Regions from separate parts of the Vulpes vulpes genome. Here region 1 is linked to region 2. The links are chromatin contacts, called in public Hi-C maps. All regions are on one chromosome and are shown on one strand. The core of a region is the stretch at or near the end of the contact, and the rest is flanking DNA. Distances in the headings are between cores, read along the strand shown. Region 1 holds the start of ERCC5 (ERCC excision repair 5, endonuclease). Region 2 holds the start of TPP2 (tripeptidyl peptidase 2).

The links. Hi-C and Micro-C count contacts between places; a contact is called where the count stands out from the background.
Region 1: a Hi-C map of skeletal muscle shows a contact between it and region 2, with 3 times the contacts expected there. The contact joins the promoter of ERCC5 here to the promoter of TPP2 in region 2. A contact is called at or near these places in 2 of 3 Hi-C or Micro-C datasets (both in skeletal muscle).

The regions. Positions count from the first base shown.
Region 1 is chr6:52,194,707-52,199,243 of VulVul3, forward strand. ERCC5 (ERCC excision repair 5, endonuclease) reads left to right here and starts at 1,630. Exons shown (of 15, transcript XM_026008881.2): 1 at 1,630-2,078. The coding sequence starts at 1,991.
Region 2 is chr6:51,956,987-51,961,883 of VulVul3, forward strand. It overlaps TPP2 (tripeptidyl peptidase 2), which reads left to right and starts at 3,462. Exons shown (of 29, transcript XM_026008891.2): 1 at 3,462-3,721. The coding sequence starts at 3,557.

The sequences.
Region 1 (4,537 bases), core at 380-2,879, 240 kb after region 2:
AACAGCAGAAATGTATTTTTTGCAGTTCTGGAGGCTGCAAGTTTGAGATCAAGGGTTGACAGGTTTGGTTTTACCTGAGCCTTTCTCCTTGCCTTGTGGACGGCCACCTTCTCGCTGTGTCCTCACAGGCCTCGTCCTCAGTGTGCACATCCTTGGTGTCTGTGTGCCCAAATTCCCTCTCATAAGGACACCAGTCAGAATGGGTTAGGTTCACCCTCACAGTCTCATTTTAGCTTAATCACCCTTCAAAGGCCAATCTCCAAGTACAGTCACGTTCTGAGGTGTTGGGGTTTAGGGGTTTGCCACATAAATTTTGGAGGTGCACAGAGAGCTGAGCCCACCAACACAGGGTTATGATGTGGCTTGGGCAGGATTTGGACCACGGGCTGCCTGACTTGTGGACATTCTCTTTCAGGAGGATGCAAGATACACCCCACAGCTTTAGAGGTTGAAAGAAGTCATTCAGGCAATATTTATGGAACACCTGCTAAGTGTATGGAGTGTATGTGGGGTCCTAACAGTCAACAAAATAGCTCTTGGCTTCAGTAAGTCTATAGCCTCCTGTGGAGGGGAGGGGGACAACAAACATTGAACAGGCAATTATATTAACCTCTGTAAAATACAACCAGTAATCATTTCTGGGAATGACTCCACAAATGGAGTAAAGACTCCCCCCAAAAAACAAAACAAAACAAAAAACAAACCCCCAAACCCCCAAAATTGTGCAATGGTTTTCCTAAAAAGTAATTTTTAAAAAAGATTTTATTTACTCGTGAGAGACACAGAGAGGCAGAGACATAGGGGGCAAAGCAGGCTCCATGCAGGGAGCCCGACGTGGGACTGGATCCCGGGACTCCAGGACCACGCCCCGGGCCGAAGGCGGTGCCAAACCGCTGAGCCACCCGGGCTGCCCTAAATCAACCTTTCCATTGAGCTTCAACCTCGTTTCTATACAAGTTAGAACCAATGTGTATGATGAGTCATCACTTATTGAATGGTAGTGGTGAGCAGTCTTCATACATCACCTGCATTCCTAGCTAAAACAGTCTGTAAGATGGATCTTATGCCCCATCTGCAGAGGAAAAGCCAAACCCCGAACCAGCCCGAACACTAGGACGCGGCGTGGTGGGGATCGGACTCTGGGCCTGCAACCGCCTTTCCAGCAACTACTCTCACGACCAAGTCTCTCGTCACTTCTGACCTACGGAACATGGAATCCTAAATTTAGACACCGGAGAAACACCAAACTATATTTCAAGGGCTAAGGCTTTTAAAAGGTGGTTAAGTTAAAAACGATGCCCTATTATTATCTAGCTACTACAGGGTGTCGGGAAAAAAAACGTGTTGATTTAAGAACCTCAGCCAAGCATCCCCCTTTCTGTTGTCGCCTCTCATGTAAAACAATAGTCGGTATTAAGAGTTTGCAGAACTGGCGGCGGGCGGGGAGAAACTGACCCGCAAGAGCCACGTGGAGAACTGTCACGTCAGCGAGCAGATACTCCGCATCGCGGGGAGGGTTAGCGGCGACAATGCCCGCGTGGAGGCGGTTCGGGAACAGCAGGACGCACGCACAGCGACGGAAGCCACCCCGCTTCCGGGGTGGAGAGGCGCAGCCAATATACGTGTGCCAGGAGGCGGGACTTCCGCCTGGAGCCTGCATTAGACGGAAGCGGGGCGCTCCCGTTTTGCGTCGGTTTACGCACTAGCTTAAGGAGACAGGCTGTGTGTGTGTGTGTGGGGGGGAGCCCCTTCTGGCGGCTTATCTCGCCGACGCCCCCCCCCCCCACTCCTCCTTTTAGAGTGCGTAGGTTTGGGGCAAGCCTTGGGCGAGAGGAGGACTTGCTCTTCCCGACGCCGGCCCCTCCCTGGTCCCGCCTTTCTCCTGTGAGGCAGCGTCGCCACCGGGAAGTACCGCTGCGGCCGCGTTGTTGTCGGGCTTCCCCGGGTGGGAGCGTTGCGAGCCTGCCGCCCCGCCTGTCGCCGCAGCCTCATGGGGGTCCACGGGCTCTGGAAGCTGCTGGAGTGCTCCGGGCGGCAGGTCAGCCCGGAGACCCTGGAAGGGAAGATCCTCGCCGTGGGTATCCTTGACGTGTCCTCGGGTGCGGGATTCTCGCCAGGTCCCAGTTCCTCGCTGTGGGCTCCCCACTGGGCGCGGGGTGGCTGGGCAGGAGGCCAGGCGCCCTGGGCGGTGCCGTCCACCTCCTTGATGACCCTTTCTCTCCCCGAGTGTCTGCCCTTCCCGGCTTTGGGGTCAGGCCACCCAGGATCGCAGTCGTCGGGGTTTATCCTAGGGTGTGTGTGCGCCTCCGTTCTCGTCTGGAAGGTGGCAGCGATGGTAGTATCCACACGCAGGGTTGGTGTGAGTAATAAGGGGGTCACGTAAGTGGAAGGAGCTTCGTGAACGTTGTAAGGCTTAGAAGTAGGATCCCTGCTGGGAGGTGAGCATGGAGAAGACGCGGCGGACTTCCCCACCGGGACTTGTACTGTCTGTCCTGACTTCTGCCCCACTAGGCTTGTTAGAAGAAGGGTGGTGGGGACAGGGGTTCGACCTTTTTTTCTTTTCTTTTCTGAAAAGTAACTTTTACTATTTTTTATTATGGGTTTTGGAATAGGAAAGCGACGTTGTGCAACACTGGGAAGGCTTCAAAAGAGAAACAGTGGTTGGTTGGTTGTTTTGTTTTCTCCTCCTAGTCTCTATGAAGGACTTTAAAGGACCGTCGTTTGTGTATCTGTCTGGTTTGGTGTCTTTGGAATTAAACGTTTTAATTTTCTTTTTTTTTTTTTTTTTAAATTGTGATCCTGTATTCCTTTTCTTTTTTATTATTTTTTTAAAGATTAAATTCATTTTGCCAACATACAGTATAATGCCCAGTGCTCATCTCATCATGTGCCCTCCCTAATGCCCAGCACCTAGTTACCCCATCTCCCAACGCCTTCCCAAATGTTTGTCTTCTTTATCAAAATATGAATACTCGTGAAAGTTTGGTCTTTTTATTCGTTAAGCATTCTCCTCCTTTCCGTCCTCCTCTTTTGAATGGCTGTTCTGTTCTGGAAGCTGGTGGCACCTTACACCAGTTCTTTCCTGGGAACTTATGAGCCTAGGAGTTCATAAGGGAGGTGGAGGAGAGAATCATGTAAATAATTCCTGTCGGTGGTAAATGCAGTTTAAGAATGAGTAAGAATTCTGCGGAAGGAGCCACAGAGAGGAACCATTATTGAGCCTGGAGACAACTTATACATAATGGAACACTGAAAATTTTCAAATTAAAGTTAAGATGATGATTATATTTTCTGCAGTGTGAATAATCTTGAACTACGTCTGTAACAAGTTGTGGCTTGCTGAAAAGTTTTTATGCAGGATACCATGCGTAGGGGAAAGGGAAAGGTGCTGGTGGTTGTTTTTTAAGCACATGTGCTATTGTTGCCCTCTAGTGGTTCTTCAAATCACTGCTTCCTAAAGATTTTCATCATAGACCTGTACCTGAAGGAAAGCGCAGTTTTCAGTGACAGGAACCCTTCAAACTTCAGCAAAGACTTAGGCATTTTATGTTGCAGCCCCTATGAAGAATTAACAATCTATAAAATCTTTAAGATGACACATGAAGTTCAGCATTCTAATTTTTTAGGAAGTTGTCCAAAGTAAGGAAGGTAAATCATTTAATTTAGAATTTAGATTATTTTTAGATGACCCAGGAGCTCTTTTGGGACATGAAATGATTTTCATGAGGTTATTAAGTTTTTCTGAAAGAACAAATCATTTAAAGAGGACTGTCAAAGATCTTTCACTTATTTATTTATTTTTTTAATTTTTATTTATTTATGATAGTCACACAGAGAGAGAGAGGCAGAGACACAGGCAGAGGGAGAAGCAGGCTCCATGCACCGGGAGCCCGACGTGGGATTCGATCCCGGGTCTCCAGGATCGCGCCCTGGGCCAAAGGCAGGCGCCAAACCGCTGCGCCACCCAGGGATCCCAAAGATCTTTCACTTATAATTACAATCTCATTTATATACGTATGTGTATAAAAATATATGTAAAAGAAATTTGATTGTTTTATAATTGATTTTGCTTTGTTTCATTTTCATGGGAATTTGAATTAAAATATCTGACCTATATTCCATTTTTTGGTCTTTTTTGTTAAGAAATTATCTACGACATACTAGGTTCATAAGTTACTCGTGGATCCTTAAAATACATTTTTTAAAACCATCTATAAGTGAGTGTCTTGTTTATTTATCCAATCTAAATGTGCCCAATAACAATTAACAGCTTAACTTTAGTTTCTTATGAATCTTAGCATACAAAATGCATTTGTAAAATGCATTTACGTGTCTTAGCAAAATATTACACTCTCTTTAGGCTATGCATACTAATTGGTATTAAATTGTAAGTCACCTACCAATAGAACTAAAGTAATTTACCTTTCGTTTCAGAATGTTATTGGTCCTTTGGGTCTTATCTATAAAATGTTTCTGGCTTTGCTGTGGATTTAATTTTTTTCCAGCTGTTCCTTTTTTTTTTTTATAGACTTACTGA
Region 2 (4,897 bases), core at 2,212-4,711:
AACCTATCTGTCCATATTATGTTTCACAATTTCACAAACCAATCTCTTTATCTCAAGGAAACAGGCTTTAAGGTTTTACTATATGCTAAATTGATTTTTAAAAACAAGTTCTTGAAAACTAATCCTTTGGGGGGAAAATCACTTTGTCTACCTCATCTAAGTCCAAATCTATCAAGTAGGATGTCAAATGAGATGATCAGGCCTAGTACACTGAATCTTTACTGCATACCAGCTACACTCTACTAACAGCATTTATTTATTGCCACTGTGGGAGATACTTTTTCACATTTCGTTCTGATAAAACCCTCAGACTGATAGTTGAGGACTTTGAGGTCTTGTTAATCATGAAGCTGATTAGTGACAGAACTAGTCCTAGAGTCCCTTAACTTCTAACTGCTTTTACTAGAATATTCTCTGCCTCTCTTGCTCAAGTCAGGATACTCAGGATCATTATTAGGATCAGCCTTTAATTGGAATCCTAAGTCAAACATTTTTCTGGCACCCCAAGTTTGGGGCCCTGGGAGGAGCAGCCTCATGGCAAATGCTGCACAGGATTTCAAAACCCAGCAGCCAGGACAAGGTGGATGCTTTCAAAATCGCTACATGGCTTTGGAAACTTGACTAACAAATATTGTCTAAATGAGGTGGCACCACAATTGCTGCAAAGAGGTGACTCGTGGGAAGCTTATTGCCTCTCGCGGCCCCTTTGCACTGACTTGCAGGCTCAAATGGGCAGGGGATGGGGAAGGGAGGTGTGTCAAGAGCACCTGGCTCTGCACATCCTGCTATGAACAATGCTATGTGGGAGGGTTTCATGGGTCCAGCCTATTAATCTGCCCCAGATAGGGTAAGTGACACCTTTGTCTGACTCTACTGTGTCCCCTCCTCCCCTGCCTCTTCCTCCTCCTCTCATTCCTCAGTCCTTGTTTTATTTATCTGTACCTTCATTGTTCCCTCTAGTATCCTCTACTTATTTCCTTCCCATATCTGTCAAGCTGTTTGTCAAGTTTTGCAGACTGACTCAGCCTTGAAAGATTCCTCTTAGCTGAGAAAGTCCTTAAAGCAAAGGAGGAAAGAATGTAAACACAGAGCGTGGATACTATGGTTTGAAAACAAAGAATAAAGGACTTCATTTTGAGTTAAAGTGATTTTAGGGGTTATATGAAATAGTGATTATTACTGTGGTACAAAAGTCATAATTTCAAAACGATCAATATCTAGACATTTAATGTCATATCTACTCTTTAAATTTTTTAAAATTTATTCATGAGAGACACACAGAGAGAGACAGAGACATAGGCAGAGAGAGAGGCAGGCTCCCTACAAGGAGTCCGATGTGGGACGCGATCAAGGACCCTGGGATCACGCACTGAGCCATAGGCAGCCGCTCAACCGCTGAGTCACCCAGGCATCCCATATCTACTCTTTTCTAAGTGTATCTGCTTGAAGATGTGCATATGGTGGAAGGATATACTTACTCTCCTTTGCACCTGTCACATCTGGGTCTACCACTTTTTGGTGCAAAAATCATCTTACTATTGTGCAGTGTCTGCAGGGGAAGTAGCCTTTGGGGCATCAAACAAAAAGGGACAATTTGGAATACTGGCAGCAAAACCATCTTTAATCACAGAGCCCAGTAACATGCATCTCACGCGTCTTTTTGAAAGCTACATTTTAAATGACCTTTGTTCAGCAATTTGTAATCAAAGTTTAAGATTTGTCCACAGTGTTTTGATCAACTTTCTGGTTATTAAAAGATAACTTAATCCAAAAGAAAAATTTTCATACTTTCTTTCCAGGAAGACGTTTAAAATTAAATTTTAACACACAACTTTTAGATCATAAGTGATCACTGACTTTCCATTATAAATGTGGATTTCATTAGGAGAAAACACCATAGAATGGAAATAAACTTTCAAGAAACAGTGATGTAAAATGACTGGTTTTAGATATATTTTGGGGGTACCTGGCTGGCTCAGCCGGTAGACCTGCCACTGACTTTTGCTGTTGGGGTGGTGCATTCAAGCCCCCATGTTGGGTGTACAACTTAGGTAAATACGTGTTTTGAATATGACTTTGAATATGTCCAGATATTTTATAAACAGACACTACTAGGTATCAAAGAGTAACATTCAACTGGACATGTTTAAGCGGGTGATGTAGGGGCGCCTGGGTGGCTCGTTGGTCTGGCGCCTGCCTTTGGCCCAGGGCGTGATCCTGGAGTCCTGGGATCGAGTCCCACGTCGGGCTCCCTGCATGGAGCCTGCTTCTCCCTCTGCCTGTGTCTCTGCCTCTCTGTGTGTCTCTCATGAATAAAGAAAATCTTTTAAAAAATTTTTAAAAATAGGGGATCCCTGGGTGGTGCAGCGGTTTGGCGCCTGCCTTTGGCCGAGGGCGCAATCCTGGAGACCCGGGATCGAATCCCACGTCGGGCTCCCGGTGCACGGAGCCTGCTTCTCCCTCTGCTTGTGTCTCTGCCTCTCTCTCTCTCTCTCTCTCTCTGTGACTATCATAAATAATAAATAAATATTTTAAAAATAAATAAATAAAAAATTCAAAAAATAAAAGCATTGCTGAGAAGGGGTCTCTAAGCCTCGGCAGGTTGCCAAAGTAACCCGAGGCGCAGATGCGCTCCGGTCGCCCAGCTGTGCACACAGATCACTAAAGAACCACGAGCGCGGCGTGGAGCAACCGATGGCTACCGGGAATCCGCAGAACTGCCGATCGTGGGTCGGTAGTTGAGTGAACCTTAAGGAACAACGGGGGAACTTCGACTTAAAGGGCCAAGCAGTGGTTCCTAGAAATCTGGGAAGCTAAAGGTAAGTACGCGACGAGGACGGGAGGGGCGGGCCTCGGCGTCCCACGCAAGGCCCCGACCCGCTTCCCGCCGCCGGGGCTCCGGCCTGTCCCACGCGCCTAAGCGGTGCCCAGGGAGACCCCAACCCCACACCACTGGCTCAAACACCGTCTTTCGGAACTCTACGTCCGGGCCAGCCGCCGACATGCCGCGACTCCAGGGGCTGGGGGCTGGGGGCTGGGGGCTTGGGGCTCGAGGCTGGGCCCCTTCCCTGGTCGGGGCGTTCCTCCCGCAGCGGACCCCGAAAACTTTGGTCCAAGGCTCCAAGCGCGGAAACCATCACTCGCCCCGCGCGAGTTCCGGCTCCGCCGCGCTGGCGGCACAGTTCCTTCCCGGTCCGTCGGGGAACGCTTCGCCCGGGACACGCTCGGAGCCCGGTCCCCTACCTAAGCACCATCCCAAGCGCCGGCCTCCTGAAGACCCCGGGGGGAGAAGCGAGACCCGGCCCCGCGCACTCAGGCTCCGCCTCCTTCCTTGCGGCCCGGGCAACACTCCGGCCCGGCCCCGGAGAGCGGCGCCTTTGGCTGACGTCGCGGTGCGTGATTGGCCGCCTCCCCCTGGCGGGCCGCGATTGGCCGGCGCCCGGCCCCGCCCCCGCCCCCGCCCCCGCCCAGGCCCGCGGCCGCCCGGGTGTCCTCGCGCCGCTCGTCCGCGCGCAGCCTGGCAGTTTGCCTCTTCCTCGTCCTCCAGCCTGCGTCCATGGCCACCGCCGCGGCCGAGGAGCCCTTCCCCTTCCACGGCCTTCTGCCCAAGAAAGAGACCGGGGCTGCCTCCTTCCTCTGTCGCTACCCGGAGTATGACGGGCGGGGGGTGCTCATCGCAGTCCTGGACACGGGGGTCGACCCCGGGGCTCCGGGCATGCAGGTGCGGCGGCCGCGGAGGGCGGGCGCGGGCGCGGGGCGGGGGCGGGGCGGGGGCGCGGGCCGGCCGGGGGCGCGGAGGGGAGCGGCCCGGAGCCCCGCAGGCCGAAGCCCGCTGTGCGGCCGAGCGGGAGCCGGCCCCGGCTGAGGCGGGCGCGGGGCGCGGGGCGCGGGGCTCGGGGCTCGGCCCGGGCAGCCCTCCCGGCCCAGACAAAAGCGGCTGGCCGGGCCGCCTGGGTCCGCCCTTGGCCCCGCATCCCCTTCCTGCCCCGGTGCGGCCGGGCCCGGGCCTCGGGCCCCTTCCCCCGCAGCTCCCTCGTGGCTCGGGCACCGGCCCCTGCCTGCGATTTTCACATTTTTTATTTTGGGTGGGGGTGGGGAGGAAGCAGGAAGGGGGCAGATGACCTCTCGGAACTTCATTTTGGTTGCTGTCGTTGGGGAGATTTGGTTTTGGGGAGAATCTGTCCTTAGCATGAAAGCCGGGTTTCAAGAAGATAACTCGGTCAACTTCCGGAATTGTTTCCTCTGCTAGTTTTACGTGTTCTATTTTTAAACCATCTTCTGCAGTGTAACTTGTTTAGGGTCATTGAAACGCTTGGTTTCGTCTTTGTTTTACATGAGAACCCAATTTAGTTTGTTTTTGGCGAACTCTTCAGGCTTTATGAGAGGAGGCTTCTGTGGTTTGTTGTTGTTCGTATGTTTTTTTGTTTTTTGTTTTTTGGTTTTGTTTTAGCCTCAAGGTGTAAGGCAACATACCCTAATTACGAGTTTAAAAAATTCATTGATTTTGCCATAGGCACCTTCGAAATCTTTAAAGCACTGTACCCAAAGGTGACTTTAAAAGATGTGTGTCTCTCGCTTAAAAGTATTCTAAGTCTTCAGAGTTTGACTTTTGTGAATTTCGCCTTAGCCTATTACTGAAATACAGTCCTAAAATGTCACCATTGTTGAGGATGCGTCTCTTAAAAATCTAATCTAATCCTGTCGTTCGCTGCTCTCTTCCTTTTGTGAGCCCGTCCGCTGTGTACCTTACTTAACCCTCCTTTCTACACCAGATGCTGGAGTTGAATGATTCTCTTCCTCCCCCAAGTACCCTCTGGCCTTTGGATCTTTTATTGCACGCTCGCTCTCTTAATTGAGGTGGCGCTCTCCGAGGTTAGGATGTCTTGGGGGCAAAAAG